Linked DNA regions of Mus musculus: region 2 is linked to region 1. The links are chromatin contacts, called in public HiChIP or PLAC-seq maps. All regions are on one chromosome and are shown on one strand. Each heading gives the region's core, a stretch centred on a gene start, on an enhancer-like site or on the middle of the called end of the contact. The rest is flanking DNA. Distances are from core to core; before and after follow the strand shown. Region 1 holds the start of Ankrd39 (ankyrin repeat domain 39). Region 2 overlaps Arid5a (AT rich interactive domain 5A (MRF1-like)).

Evidence for each region. HiChIP or PLAC-seq counts read pairs in DNA pulled down with a chosen protein or histone mark.
Region 2: a contact with region 1 is called in an HNF4G HiChIP or PLAC-seq map of pancreatic cancer cells. The contact joins the enhancer-like site here to the promoter of Ankrd39 in region 1. A contact is called at or near these places in 1 of 484 Hi-C or Micro-C datasets (the N1E-115 cell line), 2 of 115 datasets of contacts at active chromatin or transcription factors (embryonic stem cells and pancreatic cancer cells) and 4 of 9 other capture datasets (adipose tissue, embryonic stem cells, liver and 1 more).

What each region holds. Positions count from the first base shown.
Region 1 is chr1:36,543,784-36,551,696 of GRCm38.p6, reverse strand. It overlaps Ankrd39 (ankyrin repeat domain 39), which reads left to right and starts at 4,445. Exons shown (of 4, transcript NM_026241.4): 1 at 4,445-4,611. The coding sequence starts at 4,512. Sema4c (sema domain, immunoglobulin domain (Ig), transmembrane domain (TM) and short cytoplasmic domain, (semaphorin) 4C) reads left to right here. Exons shown (of 15, transcript NM_001126047.3): 13 at 869-1,029; 14 at 1,121-1,191; 15 at 1,329-3,058. The coding sequence ends at 2,158.
Region 2 is chr1:36,322,773-36,330,685 of GRCm38.p6, reverse strand. Arid5a (AT rich interactive domain 5A (MRF1-like)) reads right to left here. Exons shown (of 7, transcript NM_001172205.1): 7 at 6,657-7,913. Among named protein-coding and RNA genes, the nearest start is that of Arid5a, 19 kb to the right of the region's middle. Within about 2 kb of position 4,650, at least 72 of the 459 cell types and tissues checked have an H3K27ac peak or open chromatin away from gene starts, as enhancers often do. A contact at or near this core is called in the N1E-115 cell line and pancreatic cancer cells, where this site is marked.

The DNA.
Region 1 (7,913 bases), core at 3,196-5,695:
TCTCTGTTCTCTGCTCCATTGTCTATCTGGCGCCCAGGCTCTATGCCATCCATAGTTGGGCTCATGTAGCTCTCGAGTTCCCAGAAGTAAGAGATCTAAGGTGGCCAGAACCTGTCCTCTGAAGGTTCTCTTATAGAGCCAGTCCCTGTGGGGCCCCCATTCCCAGAATCCAGCCTTGGCAAACTCCTTCCAAGTGGGGCTGCAGCTCTATCTGCAGTCTCTTCTCGGTCAAGATGTTTTGGTACCCAAGCAACAGAGACATCCGATTTCTTTGAGTCCCTAGTGGGTGTCTGAGCCAGGCCCTCAGTCTCCGGGCTCATTTAAGTGTTCACGTTTTTTCTTTTCTTTCTTTCTTTCTTTTTTTAACACCTTTATGCAAAACTCATATTCGCATCACCCTCTGGATTCTGATTTGCTTGCCCTTTACCAGCTACTATGACTCAAAGTTGCTCCCTACAACGCTGAATAATGAGATGGCAGCAAGGGAATTGTGGGGCTGAGCAAGCATGCAGATTGGCAGTCACCATTCAAACAGAGGAACCCCACCTTCCATAGGCACTGCTGTCACTGTGCTGGCTCCGGGGGCCGGGGGAAACTGAGTTTCCTGGCCCGAGTGTGAGCAAGTGAGCGTACGCCTCAGCCTCACGGGTCTGCCGTCCGTCCCTGTCTAAGAAGGTCATGTCTGTAAAGTGATTAGGATTTTGATGGCTTGTCGTAAGCCCTCATCAAAATTGTTCCTCTGGCCTGGATTTTTCTTCCGCTGCCTTTTTCTTCCTTGGGGGACCTAGTATGTTTATGCTCTCTGAACAAATCTCAGCCATCACCCCGAGGCGTGGTGTGGCTTACCCTGTGCTTTGTTTTACTGTAGAAGGTGCTCTTTGCTGGCTCCCGCTCTCAGCTGGTTCAGCTGTCTCTGGCCGACTGCACAAAGTACCGTTTCTGTGTAGACTGTGTCCTGGCCAGGGACCCTTACTGTGCCTGGAATGTCAACACCAGCCGCTGTGTGGCCACCACCAGTGGTCGCTCGGGGTGAGTCAGTCGTCTCTGAGTGCCAGGGCCAGGAGGGGGAGGCTAAGGTGATTGGAGTTGGATCTCTGATGCCACTTCTCTTCCCTACCAGGTCCTTTCTGGTCCAACATGTGGCGAACTTGGACACTTCAAAGATGTGTAACCAGTATGGCATTAAAAAAGGTGAGCTGTTTTCCTTTTGTTCCCTCATTTTGAGGATGGGCCCCTGGATCACAGCCAGAGTTAGTTTATCACCTCTCACTGTGGGACCTGGGGTTCCTGCATTAACACTGGGTTCTCTCTCATTTCTGCCTCTGCAGTCAGATCTATTCCCAAGAACATCACCGTTGTGTCAGGCACAGACCTGGTCCTACCCTGCCACCTCTCGTCCAATTTGGCCCATGCCCACTGGACCTTCGGAAGCCAGGACCTGCCTGCAGAACAACCTGGCTCCTTTCTTTATGACACGGGACTCCAGGCGCTGGTGGTGATGGCCGCACAGTCCCGTCACTCTGGACCCTATCGTTGCTATTCAGAGGAGCAGGGGACAAGACTGGCTGCAGAAAGCTACCTTGTTGCTGTCGTGGCCGGCTCGTCGGTGACACTGGAGGCACGGGCTCCCTTGGAAAACCTGGGGCTCGTGTGGCTCGCTGTGGTGGCCCTGGGGGCTGTGTGCCTGGTGCTGCTGCTGCTGGTCCTATCGCTCCGCCGGCGACTTCGAGAAGAGCTAGAAAAGGGTGCCAAGGCATCTGAGAGGACACTGGTGTACCCCTTGGAACTGCCCAAGGAGCCTGCCAGTCCCCCCTTCCGTCCTGGCCCCGAAACTGATGAGAAACTTTGGGATCCTGTCGGGTACTACTATTCGGATGGCTCTCTCAAGATTGTGCCTGGTCACGCCCGGTGCCAGCCTGGGGGTGGGCCCCCTTCCCCACCTCCTGGCATACCTGGCCAGCCTCTGCCTTCTCCAACTCGGCTCCACCTAGGAGGTGGTCGGAACTCAAATGCCAATGGTTATGTGCGTTTACAGTTGGGCGGAGAGGACCGAGGAGGATCTGGGCACCCACTGCCTGAGCTCGCGGATGAATTACGACGGAAACTACAACAGCGCCAGCCGCTGCCTGACTCCAACCCAGAGGAGTCTTCAGTATGAGGGGACCCCCCCACCTCATTGGCGGGGGGGGGTCTCATGGGAGGTGCACTCTTAACTTTTGCACAGGCACCAGCTACCTCAGGGACATGGCAGGGGCACTTGCTCTGCCTGGGACAGACACTGCCCAGCATTTGCCCGGCCGTGAGGACCTGCTCAGCATGGGCACTGCCACTTGGTGTGGCTCACCAGGACTTCAGCCTCACAGGAGACACACCCTCCTCTGTGAATTTGAGACATGTGGGACCCCAGCAGCCAAAACTTTGCAAGGAAGAGGTTTCAAGATGTGGGCGTGTTTGTGCATATATGTGTTGGTATGCATGTGGAAGAATGTGTGTGTGTGTGTGTGTGTGTTGTAACTTTCCTGTCTCTATCACGTCTTCCCTTGGCCTGGGGTCCTCCTGGTTGAGTCTTTGGAGCTATGAAGGGGAAGGGGGTCATAGCACTTTGCTTCTCCTACCCCCAGCTGTCCCAAGCTTTGGGGCAGTGATGTACATACGGGGAAGGGAAGGACAGGGTGTTGTACCCCTTTTGGGGGAGTGCGGGACTCGGGGGTGGGCCTAGCCCTGCTCCTAGGGCTGTGAATGTTTTCAGGGCGGGGGTTGGGGGTGGAGATGGAACCTCCTGCTTCAGGGGGAGGGGTGGGCAGGGCCTCCCACTTGCCCTCCGGGTTCGGTGGTATTTTATATTTGCGCTCTTCTGACAGGGCTGGGAAGGGTTGTTGGGGGAGGGAAGGGAGGAGGTGGGCATGCTATGGATACTGGCCTATCCTCTCCCTGCTCTGGGAAAAGGGCTAACAGTGTAACTTATTGTGTCCCCACATATTTATTTGTTGTAAATATTTGAGTATTTTTATATTGACAAATAAAATGGAGAAAATGAAATTTAACCCTGCCACACAGATATTTTGACTCAAACCCACTTATTGACCTAAGAGGGACTCATCCTTTGGTCTGGGCCATCATGGTCTTAATGCCTGTCCGTGCATCTCTGGAGGGGCCAGCTGAGACTCAAGTGTTTTCCCACAGTGATGCCTATGGGACTGGGAGCCAGAGCAGGGCTACTCTGCTTGGGAGCTGGACTTGGCCTGGTGCCACAGGGAAACAAGGCAGAGCGTTCGGGAAGAGGAGGAGAAGGAGACGGTCTTCCCAGAACTATAGGGAGGGTGAGCAGGGAGTCAGGGGCTGAAGGAGAGGCTTCTCAAGTTGTGTGGACAGTGTCTTTATAAAGATGGAGATTAGGACAAGCTCCGTGGGAGGGGAAGAATGCTAGTCTCGAATGTCCTATCTGGGTAGGGATAGTCCCCTATTGCCACCCAGTCAGTATCAAGCCCTTGTCTTAGTGAGGGAGTGGTGTAGGCCCAGATGTTCCTGGGAAAAACAACAGGCCCAGCCTGGATTCATTTCTGAGCGCCCTTAATGAGAGCTGCCTGCCAATCGGATTTCGAGAAGGAAAATAGGAAGGAGGAAAAAAAAAAGACATTTTAAGATTTTGTGTTGTGCTAAATTTGATGCTGTTGTTGGCTGCAATTTGGACACACCTGGTTTAGATCAATCTAACCGGTACATAGGAACAGAGACCACAGTGAGCTCTCTGCCCACCCTTAGCTGCCACCCCACCCCCCACCCCCCATACACTTGGATGACCCTTGAGCAGGCTGCTGTTTCCCTGAGTGTGGGTCAGAAGAGGCTGGGAAATACTTGAGTGTGTTTCCCTTAGCTCAGTTGTCTGCCCAGTGGGTGTTGGCAACCAGCGCCCACTGAGTGGGCAGAGGCTTAAGCACAAAGGTGGTCTACCAGGTCCTTGCCCTCAGGCCACCTGCTTCCTGATGGATTGCTAAAGAACGAGGGTCAGAGTGTTAGTAGCTTTCTGGCGGGTCACTGATCTGACCATGGATGGCCTACAGCTCAAGTGATGCTTGGGAGATGAGAGAGGGACTATGGGCCGCGTCTAGAGTCCTTGTGCCCTGGGGAACCTGCGAGGCCTCGGTTCTGGCGAATGCGACATAAACACTACCAGACAGGCCAAGCTGCCTGGTCCCCTCACCCTACAAGGCGAGGCTGCACGAACTGTCCTGCCTCCTCCCGGGGAGCTCAACGGATTCCCGAGCCTTTGCTCTTCCTTGTGCTTAGTTAGCCTTGGGCGCCCTCCCGTGGTAGCAAAGCAGCAAGGCTCAGTCTATCCAGCCACACCTCACCACTTTCATTGGTTGCTAAGCTAAGGTCTAAATGCAGGATTGGTTGGCCTGGGGCGAGGAGGCGGGACTCGAAGGTCAACTACGGACGTCGAGTGGTCAACCTGGGACGGAGGGGTGGGCATTTCGTAGGAGCGCTTGGCTGCAGTCCCGGCCGCCGGGATGGCGGCGCCGCACCTTTGCGCGGATGGCTCCTGCTGCTCTCACCCTAGTGCGGTGCCCGGGGTACAGCAGACGCTGGAGGAGATGGACTTCGACAGGGGTGAGAGGGGTGAGGCGGCCGCGTTGCCGGCGGCGGGCAATCTCCAGCCCCATCTCCGGGAACGTGGACTGAAGGAGGCCTCGAACCGTGTTTGGAGCTTCCGGGCCTGGTGCAGGAAGGCTGGCTTCAAAGCGTGGCAGGAAGCCCCTCGACTACTCCGTCTCGAGTGCGGACGGGTAAATTGAGGCATTGGTTTCTGAACTGGGTCTGGAGACCAACCCAGCTAGGAGACAGCCTGGTCAGGTGACAGAGGAGCTAGGGAAAGAATCTGCAGTTGGTGGTTCGTATCCACCGGGGAGGTCAGGGCAGCTGGCCCTTGCTGCTCTCGGGTGTGAGTGTACAAGTTTTAGCAATGACAGTGATCTCGAAAGATTTACTGTGGAGCGCAGGGGTGTGACTGTTTTGTCCAAAATCATACAGAGATTTTGCTATTAGCAGTGGTCCCTGTTCTTCTGTGCCGGTTACCATGTTATCCCCAGGAACAGGTAGTTTGTGCAGTTGTAGCAAGGTTGTCATCAGTGTAGGGCTGATGATACGGAACACTTGATGGTTACCATAGGAATGGCTTCCTAGCGGGCGGCGTTTCTCTACACCTCTGCTACCCCCATCTTTTGGACTAGGGACATAATAGGACTCCCCGCTTCCTCCTCTTGAAGTGTTTTCTCCGCTGTACCTTTAGAAAATAACAAATGAGATGATTACATTTACGCTTTTTTTAATTTAAAGACTATTTATGTGCATTTAGCTCCTGGAGGCCAGAATAGGGCTTCAGATTCCCTGGAATTGGCAGTTACAGATGTGACCAGCTGAGAAACAACCCTGGTCCTTTGCAGAGCAGCCAGAGCGCTCTCTCTCTCTCTCTCTCTCTCTTTTTTTTTTTTTTTTTTGAGACAGGGCTTCTCTGTATAGCCCTGGCTGTCCTGGAACTCACTTTGTAGACCAGGCTGGCCTCGAACTCAAAAATCCGCCTGCCTCTGCCTCCTGAGTGCTGGGATTAAAGGCGTGCGCCACCACCGGCCTGGTGCAGACAGAACTCTTAACTGAGCCGCCTCTCCAGCGCCTCCTATTGCGTTTAGTTCCCCAAGCCAGACTGACTGTTGTGTTTCTGTACCTCTTTATGGTTCTCACCCTTGCAGCCATCACCCTTATGTTTCTAAAATATGCAAGCCCTCTGTCCGATGACATGGTCTGTTTTGTTTGTTAGTCCGCTTCAGGCTGACTGAGGCTTTCCCGCCAGCATTCAGTTCTATGGCACTTCTTCAGGGACCCCCCTTCCTTAGAGAGTCCTCAACCTGGGGACAATTATGCCCAGTTTAGGTCTAGAGATATTTTTGTGTGTCACAGCTAATCTGACCCGCACAGGTTGGCTCCCCACAACAGACATGATCTGCCTCAAAATGTCAGCCCTTCCTGTGTGGAGGAAGAAACCTTGTGGTATTCAAAGCCCTGGCATTTCCACTCTGGTTACCCTGTTACCTTAATGCTTTGCTCTCTTTGTAGCAGTTTGGACTGACTCAAAGGCTGAGACGGGAAGGTCACAGTTCAAGGCCAGTTCAAGGCAGAGCATGTTAGACACTTTGTCTCAGAAATTGTTTGTTATCACCTGCTGCAATTTTATCAGCTTATTCTTTTATTTATTTTTCACATGTGATAAAGATACCTATTATGTGAATTTTTTTTTTCTGTAAAGCATGGGGTTTATTTATTTATTTTTTTAGTTTTGAATTAAATCTGTTTTGGTGACTTTCTTTGTGTATGTATGTGTGCTATGTTTTGTTTTGTTGGTCCATCTCTCCCCACCCCACAACCACAGGGTCTCACTATATAACTCTGGCTGTCCTGGAACTCATTTTGTAGATCAAGCTGGCCTCGAACTCACAAAGTGCCATCTGTTTCTGCTTCCCTGGTGCTGGGATGAAGGTGTGCACCATTACTGCCTGGCCCTAGCAACTAACTACTCTTGACTACTGAGCCATCTCTTTGATTACATCTTTGATTACATATATATATACATATACATATATATATATATCACAAGTAAAAAATATACAGTATATATAATTATATATATACAAATTATACAGCCATCTCTTTGATTACAGATATATATGTGTATGTGTGTGTATATATATCACAAGTAAAAAAATAAACAAAAATATAATTATTTATATATACAAATTATATATGCACACACATGTTTAACGTATATGACTGTTTTGCCTGTATGTATGCACTATGCATATGCCTGGACAGGAGATTGGATCCCCTGAAGCTGGAGTTACAGATGGTTGTGAGCCACCTTATGGGTGCTAGGAATCAAACCCAGGTCTTCTGAAGAATGAGTTTCATCAGAGCAACAGTTCCTGAACCAGCTCCTCTCCGGCTCTCCAGCTCTGGTTGTTGTTGTTTTGATTTTTTTTTTTTTTTTAGATTTTTTTAAAAAATTTATTTATTATATCTAAGTACACTGTAGCTGTCTTCAGACGCATCAGAAGAGGGCATCAGATCTCATTATGGATGTTTGGGAGCCACCATGAGGTTGCGGGATTTGAACTCAGGACCTTAGGAAGAGCAGTCAGTGCTCTTAACCATTGAGCCATCTCTCCAGCCCCCTTGTTTTGATTTTTTGAGACAGGGTCTCACTGTGTAGCTCTGGCTGTCCTGGCACTCATTCTGTAGACCAAGCTGTCCCTGAACACAGAGATCTGCCGGCCTCTGTCTTTACAGGCCTCTGGCATTACAGGCGTGTGCTACCATGCTCACATCATGGTTATCTTTATTTCTGTATAATTCTCATCTCTTCAACCAGTATCTTTCCCATTTGTGGGAGCAGAAGAAACCCTGAGTGAATGTGTGTTACCGACATGAGCAGGACATGCTAAGGACCAGAGCCTCAGACCTATAGGGAAATGGCACCTGCACACACACTCACACACCACACACACACCAACACCAGGGGTGGGTCCAGGCTCAGAGGGGCAGTAAATCCTTCCTCTGGTCCATGTGCAGATGTTGACAATATGTGTAGAAAATGCCCACCATTTCTCCCCCTGAGTGTTTTTTACCTGAAGGCTGCTCCCCTGCAGAGACCGCTCCTACTGAGATTAGCTACAGCTGCCTCCTTGTTCATCTGTTTGTAATAACCCCACCTCCTTGTTCATCTGTATACAACCCCACCTCCCTCTTCGGCTGTATTTCCATAACCTCACCTCCTTGTTCGTCTGTCTATAATAACCCCGCCTCCTGTTCGGCTGTCTGTAACTACTCTGCCTCTTTGATACAATGACCTTGATTATCTGTTC
Region 2 (7,913 bases), core at 3,401-5,900, 220 kb after region 1:
CAGCGCTCAGGCAGGAGCATCACATGTTTAAAGCCATAGTAAGGCCCTGTCACAACATTTACAAAAGGGCTGAGGATGTAGCTCAGTGTTATATAGAGCCTATGTGGCATGCACAAAGCTTTGAATTCAATCCCCAGGAGCTCCTCCCCTCAAAAGAAGTTACAACCAAGCAAACAGCTTTTGAACAAACAAATTTTAGCCAGTAATACTGTACTGCCTTTGTTTAACAGGCAGAACATTGCCACATCTCTGGTAAGTGGAGCTACACAAGAAGCCACCAGCGCTACCGGTGGCTCTTTGTATCTTCACCCCAATGTAATTTGCTGAACAGTTGATGCCATTAGCACTGTACTTAGAAGTGTCTCTGCTAACGCTCACGATAGGATTCCCCGTAGCACATGCATGCACACACATCATGAAAATAAGCGGGAAAGACTGCAAATGGATCTCAGTTGATAGTGTTTGCCTAGCATGCATGATCTCCAGCACCAACTAAAGCTAGGCATGGCGCTGGACGTCGGCGCCCTGGAGCTGGAGGCAGAAGGGTCAGGAGGCCAAGCTCATCCTTGGCTACATAGTTTAATAAGAGATGACTAACATTTTTGTTTTGTTTTGCCACGTAGTATTCTATTCATAATTTCAACCCCACAGGTACAGACAGCAATCTACCAAGAGCACTGTTGTCTTCAAGACCTGTGAACTCTTTCTAAGCAACTCCATTATACTCAACAATAAGTTCTTTTTGTTGTTGTTTTGGGTTTTTTTGTTTGTTTGTTTGTTTTTTGAGACAGGGTTTCTCTGTGTATCCCTGGCTGTCCTGGAACTCACTCTGTAGACCAGGCTGGCTTCAACTCAGAAATCTGCCTGCCTCTGCCTCCTGAGTGCTGGGATTAAAGGGTTGCGCCACCACTGCCTGGCAGGAAGCAACAATAAGTTCTTACAGGTAGCATCACTGGCCCAATAATCTGATTTCATTTTCATTTTCTGAGATAAGGTCTTGCTATTGTAGGCCAGGCTGGCCTTAAACAGAGATGTGGTCAGAAGCAAAGTAAAGGAAATAGTTACTCTTGGAGCAGGGCTCCATGCTTGCAACATTCTCAGATCTCTTAACAGTTTTTCCTCAAAGATTGTGGGCACATCTTTTTTTTATTATAGAATAGAGTTTATTCAGGACATGGGGATGGGACTTAAGAGAGTAGTAGAGGCAGAGAGAAGAAGGAGAGAGTAGAGAAGCAGAGGCCTGCCGTGACCACATGGAGAGAGGGGTGAAGGGGACGGGGAGAGGGGGAACAAGGGGGCAAGAGGCAAGAGCATAGGGTTTTTTATTTTGTTTTGTTTTGTTTTTTGAGACAGGGTTTCTCTGTACAGCCCTGGCTGTCCTGGAACTCACTTTGTAGACCAGGATGGCCTCGAACTCAGAAATCCGCCAGCCTCTGCCTCCAAGTGCGGGGACTAAAGGCGTGCACCACCACTGCTTGACTGGTTGTTTTTACTTGTGAATCTATCCATCCATGGGCAAAATGTAATTGTGATTTGCTTGCCAGTAGAATGCAAAAGAAGGCATTTTAGACCATGGAGAGTGAAGCATCTACATTCTACTAGCAGGACACTCTCAAGAGTGAGAAGTAGGCGTCTGAATGAATGTCCTGGGCAGTTCTATTAATAGCTCATAGGTTTCAAAAAAAAAAAAAAAAAGAATACTCTTAGGTCTGGCAGAACAGAACTCTTAGAAGCTAACTGGCAGGACTAGATCAAGATGCACCTTAAACATGTCTGAAGTCTCGGGGCTGGAACGATGGCTCAGCGGTTAAGTGCACTGCTGCTCTTGCAGATAATTTGGGTTCAATTCCTAGCATCCACATGGTGACTCACAACCATTTGTAACTTTAGTCCCTGGAGATGTCCTTTTCTTGCCTCTTGCAGACACCAGGCACACATGTGATGTCCATCCTTACACGCAAACAGACAAAGCACTTGTACACTTAAAATATCAAAATCTTTCTAAAGTCTTTATTGGATTCAGCTGTAGAGAGTGAGAGTACTTTAACATCCTTTTCTTTTTATGTATGTTTTTATTATTTCTATGTGCATCTTGTGTAAACGTGTGAAAAGATTGAACACACCATTTTCCTGGTCTTTGATAATGCAGTTCTGTTTGCCAGATAGTACAATCATTTAATGACCCATGGTGAGGGTACCTCTTTTGTTGTTGTTGTTGTTGTTGTTTTTGTTTTTTTGAGACAGGGTTTCTCTGTGTAGCCTTGGCTGTCCTGGAACTCACTCTGTAGACCAGGCTGGCCTCGAATTCAGAAATCTGCCTGCCTCTGCCTCCCAAGTGCTGGGACTAAAGGCGTGTGCCATCACGCCCGGTGGTACCTCTTTTTTGATTCCAGTATATACTCTAGTATAATTATTGTTATAACACTTTCTGGCCAGTTTTCCTAGCTGTGTTTAGTAGCTATAAGCAGAGGACTAATTTAGAATTCCCCCTACATGGCTTCTTGATAATACAGGCTTGCATATTTCCCCGATGTCCACAAACAAGTGCCCTCGAGCCCCTGGCTCCTCTGGTTGTCTTTTACCTGCCCTGATACATGATTACGACAACTTCAAACACCTTTGTTGAAACCAAGGGCATAGTCCTGGACAGCCCCACAACGCTCAAACAGTGGAGATGAGCGATGAAGGAGGCCCAGTGTGCACTACCAGAGAGGATTTAGCAGGACTGTCAGTCCGAAGGCCTACAAAGTTGACCACAGCAGTAGCCTGTATCTGAATCCCAGAGTTCCTACAGCAATGGGAGGTGCAGACAGAATTCCCAGAAGCTTGCTGCAGCTAGCCAAAGGCAGCAGGAGACAATACAAAAGAGCCCCTGCCTCACGCAGGATGGAAGGCAAAGGCTGGCACCTGACACTGTCCTTGATCCCCACTTGTCTCATGGTCCAGGTGTGCCTACACTCCACATGGGTGTGTGTACATACACACACTGATAACAATGGCAGACAAATCACAAGTCTCATTTTTCTGCTTTAACACATAGGAAAACCATGGATCCTGCCCTAAAGGGAAAGAAAGGTTCCTGAAAGAGAACAACTGCCTGCTTTGTCTCCATGTGTGCAGAGCAGGTCAAGGAATGGGGCATGGCCCATAGTTTTGCAGGAAGAGTGTCGGGTGGATTCTTGCCCTCTCCCAAAGCTAAGGGTTCGGAGTGGGGACTGTCTAAGTCCGAGGTGAAGCAGAGTTGCTCTTCTGGGTCACCATTCTTCTAAGCCTTTTGGGCCCTGCACATGAAAGCGTCCTCTGGGAATTGCCAAAGCAGCAAGTTTCACACTGGTGATGCACACCAGTGGGCACTTGTGCTACTCACAGTGACTATAGACCCCTGTTGCATGGGGTTGTAGCTGGCAGTTGGTCTAATCAGGAGTTGGAAGTGAACACAAAGCTTGGATTGCCCCTAAGAACCAAGTCAGGGCGGGGTGGGGTGGGGTGGTGCAGGGATGCAGATGTGGGTGGAGAAATGGTAGATGCTTTGAGGGCACCTAAGAGGGAAGCCAGAGTTCCTGGGGAAGAGGCTCCAGGATGAAGATGGGGGACGCATGCAAGTGGAGGAGAGAATGGTTTTCAGGCAGATGGAATCCCATGTGTTTCCAGAACTGTTGGGGGTGTGTGACTGCCAGAAGCCTGATGGGGGGACACCCCAGAGCTCAACCCAGGCAGGAACTGCAGAGTGTGGATGCAATGGGGGAGGGGGAGACCAGAAGCCTGAGGAAGGAAGAAGTTTCCAAGCAGACACTGGAGTTTGAATCTGGGGACAGTACAGAGTTGTGGGCCACATCTTAAGTGCAGTGAGCTGATGAGAGCTGGGTATGGCAGGCTTATTTTAACTTGTTCCTAATGCATCCAAGGCCATTAGCCCCATATCAAATGTACAATGATTGGAAGTTCCACCTCTTTAGCCCACCCATCTCTCCCACCTAGTTACCTCTGAAAGAACCATTCCCCCTTCTGTTCACCTCCTTTGCTTCTCCCTTCTCATTTTCCCTCCCCTCTCTATTACATTTATCTGTTTGTTGGGGGGGGCATGCATGCTATGGCGCACATGCAGGTCAGAAGACAACATCCAGTAGTTGTTTCTGTCCTACCACATGAATCCAGGGGTTCAAACTCAATCCGTCAGACTTGGAAGCAAGACCGTAAACCTCTGAGCTCTTTTGAACAGCTTTCCCCTAGAGGTTCCCTCCCTGACTATTACCCAGGCTTTCAACTGTAGCTCCTGGGCAACCCATATCCAAGCCAGGCTTTCTTGATTGGGCTCCCAGTGCAAGCGAGTGATGCTTCCCTATTCTTCATTCCTGTGGGAGGGAAACCACCAGAGCCAGGCTGAGATGTGGCAGTGAGGTCAGGGAACTTGCATCAGACAGCCCATCATCAAGCCCCAGACAATGGTACGGATGTGGCAGGTGAACCTCCACTCCCCTTCCAAGGGCCTTGGCAGACATTACTAATCAATTGCATCACTTTCGCAGTGAGTCAATCCAGAGCTGCAGACAACCACAAAAGTTGGCTTGCCATTCTTGACCCAGACACTATCCAGAAGTCAGAGTCACTGACTCAGAAGGCAAGGTAAAGGGTAGTGGTCAGAACACATGCATGGGTTTCAAAATGCTAAGGTAAAGGACAGGATAAGGCATGGCCAAGCTAGCAAGGGAAGTAGTGACTCACATTCATCAGGACTTAAGTTTACAGAGGGCTTTCTCTAAATACCCTGGCTCTTGGGGTTAAATGACTCACTTCCATACTACAGATGAGACAGAGAAGTCCCAGAGAAAGGGGGGTGCACCTGGTGCCACACAGTATTCTGATCCATGTGGCATACACTTTCTCTGAGCCTTAGCACAGGTAGCTCAAGACCCAGAGTCAGCTTCTCCTCTAACGGGTCACCCAGAGCTGAAACCCATGAGAAGGTGAGAGACAGAGCCCACCCGTGGCCTGCTGCTAGTGGTCTAACCCCTGAGTGGACACAAACTCAGGGAACATTTGCTGACAGGAGACACTCTGGAGATCTCAAATATTACTACTTAAACAGAGCTGCAGGGGTAGCTCATTGGGGCATGTCTTTGGAGGTTATACCTGGTTTGTGTGTTCTCTCCCTCTCCCTCTCCCTGCTCCTGTCCCCTTGCCTCCCCTCCCCCAGTTGTCTACCCTAAGACAAAGAACTTCCAGTGTCTTGTGGTTCTGCCACCCAGTGGCCATGGGCTAAATAAAACCTCTGCTAATGTAGGCAACAACAAATGTGATGGTTTGTATATGCTTGGCTCAGGGAATGGCACTATTCGAAGGTGTGACCCTGTTGGAGTAGGTTTGTCACTGTGGGTATGGGCTGTGAGACTCTCATCCTAGCTGCCTGGAAGCCAGTCTTCTGCTAGCATCCTTCAGATGAAGATGTAGAACTCTCAGCTCCTCCTACACCATGCCTGCCTGGATGCTGCCATGTTCCCACCATGATGATAATGGACTGAATTTCTGAACCTGTAAGCCAGCCCCAATTAAATGTTGTCCTTATAAGAGTTGCCTTGGTTATGGTGTCTGTTCACAGCTGTAAAACTCTAAGACAACAAAACCTCCCATCTCTCAAGTTACTTCTGAAATTATTTGGTTATGATGATCAGCAAAGCAAGTGACACAGGATGCACATTGAGTCCTTCCTCCAGGGCCTAGGGTTTGGCTGTCCCTCATGCTTTGAGCCACTCGGGAATTCTCTTGTCTACATTAGCCTTCATTTCTATTGCTTGCAAGGAAAGGACCCAAGATTGTCACTGGCACACTGGCTGTGGGAAAGTATAGGTCATAATCTATTTGGCTTCTAGCTTCTTGGCCGTTCCTTTCTACCCCAGGGCCCAAGCAGAAAGCCAAGAACCTTAGAGGTAGGAAAGAGCCTCAGGAAAGGTAAGGTCGGGAAGTAGCTGCTCTTTCAAGACACCCACTGGGAGCGCCTCTTCCTTGCTCTCCTTGTATGTCAGAGCCTTTCCTCCTTTGGGGAGTTTCACAGTCAGGGCCAGGTGGCTTCCAGGACTAGAGGCTCCCCACAAAAGGTTGAGCTGCCCCCTGGTAGGATGGGGAGTGTGTTCTGTAGTCATCTGCTCATTAGTGGTCTCTAGATTCAATTCTGCATCACAGAGGACACAGAGACTCACAGGTAGCCAGCCGGCTGTCACACACACACACACACACACACACACACACACACACACACACACACACGGAGGAACAACCCCCAGCGAGTGAGGCCCTAGTCTTGGGAGCTTGTGCTCATATTTGCCCACCTCGATGGTCCTGCCAGATCAGCGATTGCTCTACATTCCTGCCCAGAAGCCCTTTGAAGAGTTGAGCAGCCACATTCTTGGAGCCATTAGCTAAGGAAATTGGTCTTGATCTGTAACCATGAAGAACAGCAGCTGCCACCTAGTGTCTGAGCAGTGTCAAGACTCAAGTGGTGAGAACCAGGGCAGTTGGCTAGGACTGGCTCCCTAATGGTCCGACACAAGAGGAGCTGAAGGACTATGGGCAATAGATGGGCTCCCCCCCCCACCCCCGGTCCTGATTCGGAAGGTCATCCTTTGTGGCCAGAAATAACGGCTATTCAAGAGAAAATGTTTCAAATATTGTTAATTCTTTTTTTTAAAAAACACCAAATGATATAGCTCAGTGTTGGATACTTGCCCAGCATACCCAAGGCTCTGGGTTCCATCCAGCACACTAGAAAACAAACACATCTAAACATGCCAGGCAGCCTCTGCTCTTGATTTAAAATTCCTTTAAAGCCATGAAGTTTTTCATTGCCTCTGGCCTTCTCTAATGTCTATTCTGCCAGTCTAAGGCTCTGGCCAGCCCAGCAACTTCATGTGGAAGGTAACCTTTGCTTCTTGCCTCCTGTGCTGTGTTTTTTGCTGAGGCCCCATCACCTCCTTTCCTGTGCCTACACACCTTACCCTGGCGGCTGTGCCCACCCAGCATGCCCGCTGCCCTTGTTTCAAAGTCCCCCATGCCTGAGCTCTGTTGACCCCTTCTTGCTCTAGCTCATCCAGCAACCAATAGCTGCTGATTCAGCCAAGCCTCTCATGTGCACCCACCCCATCAAGTCCCCACAGCACACCAAGATCTGCAGTCTAGAGATCTTACCCACTGTTCCCAACTCCCTCCCCCCATCCCCACTTCATTCCCTGGTTCTCTGTTGATGCCCTTCATGCAGCCACTTCGGCTCCCACTGGAGTGGTGCTTAGTTGTCCCTTGCCTTGAGATTGTGTCCAGCCGGCCTCCTAGGTGCAATGATACTCACGCTGCTAAGGTCAAGTGGAAACCCGAGCTCTTGTGCCCTGGCTGTGCCCTTGGACGGCTTTGCTCTACTGTGATCACTGCCTAGCTCGCTTCCCTTCTCCAAGCCCAGCCCCCACACTCACTCTGCTCACAGTATAAACAGACACGCTGGCCAGATGTGTCCGCAGCATCTCCAGACCTGTGTCCAGATGTTGACTCTGCCATCTCCAAGGATACGTTCCCTACTCTGTTCTAGTCTCCAGTGTCCACACCTACCACTTGCCAGAGTCCAGGGCTGGGATGCAGCAAGTGATCAGAGCTTGCTGAGCATAAAAAATGTCCAGGGTTCCATCCCTAGCACCATAAAGCAAACAACCAAATCTGGGAGCCAGGACTCTCTTCCATCTTTCTTTATTTCACATAAAAGCCCAACTGCCTCCTGGACTAGAAGGTTCTAAATGCAGCCTAAGTCATCTCTGGCTTCCTCCGTCCCTGCCCAACAGCCCCCCTGGCTCCTGGCCCCACTCTCTCGCCACTCCCTCGGGGACTTGCTGCTGTTTCTCCATCACCTCCTGTAGCCATTCGCAAGGTCTTCAAAG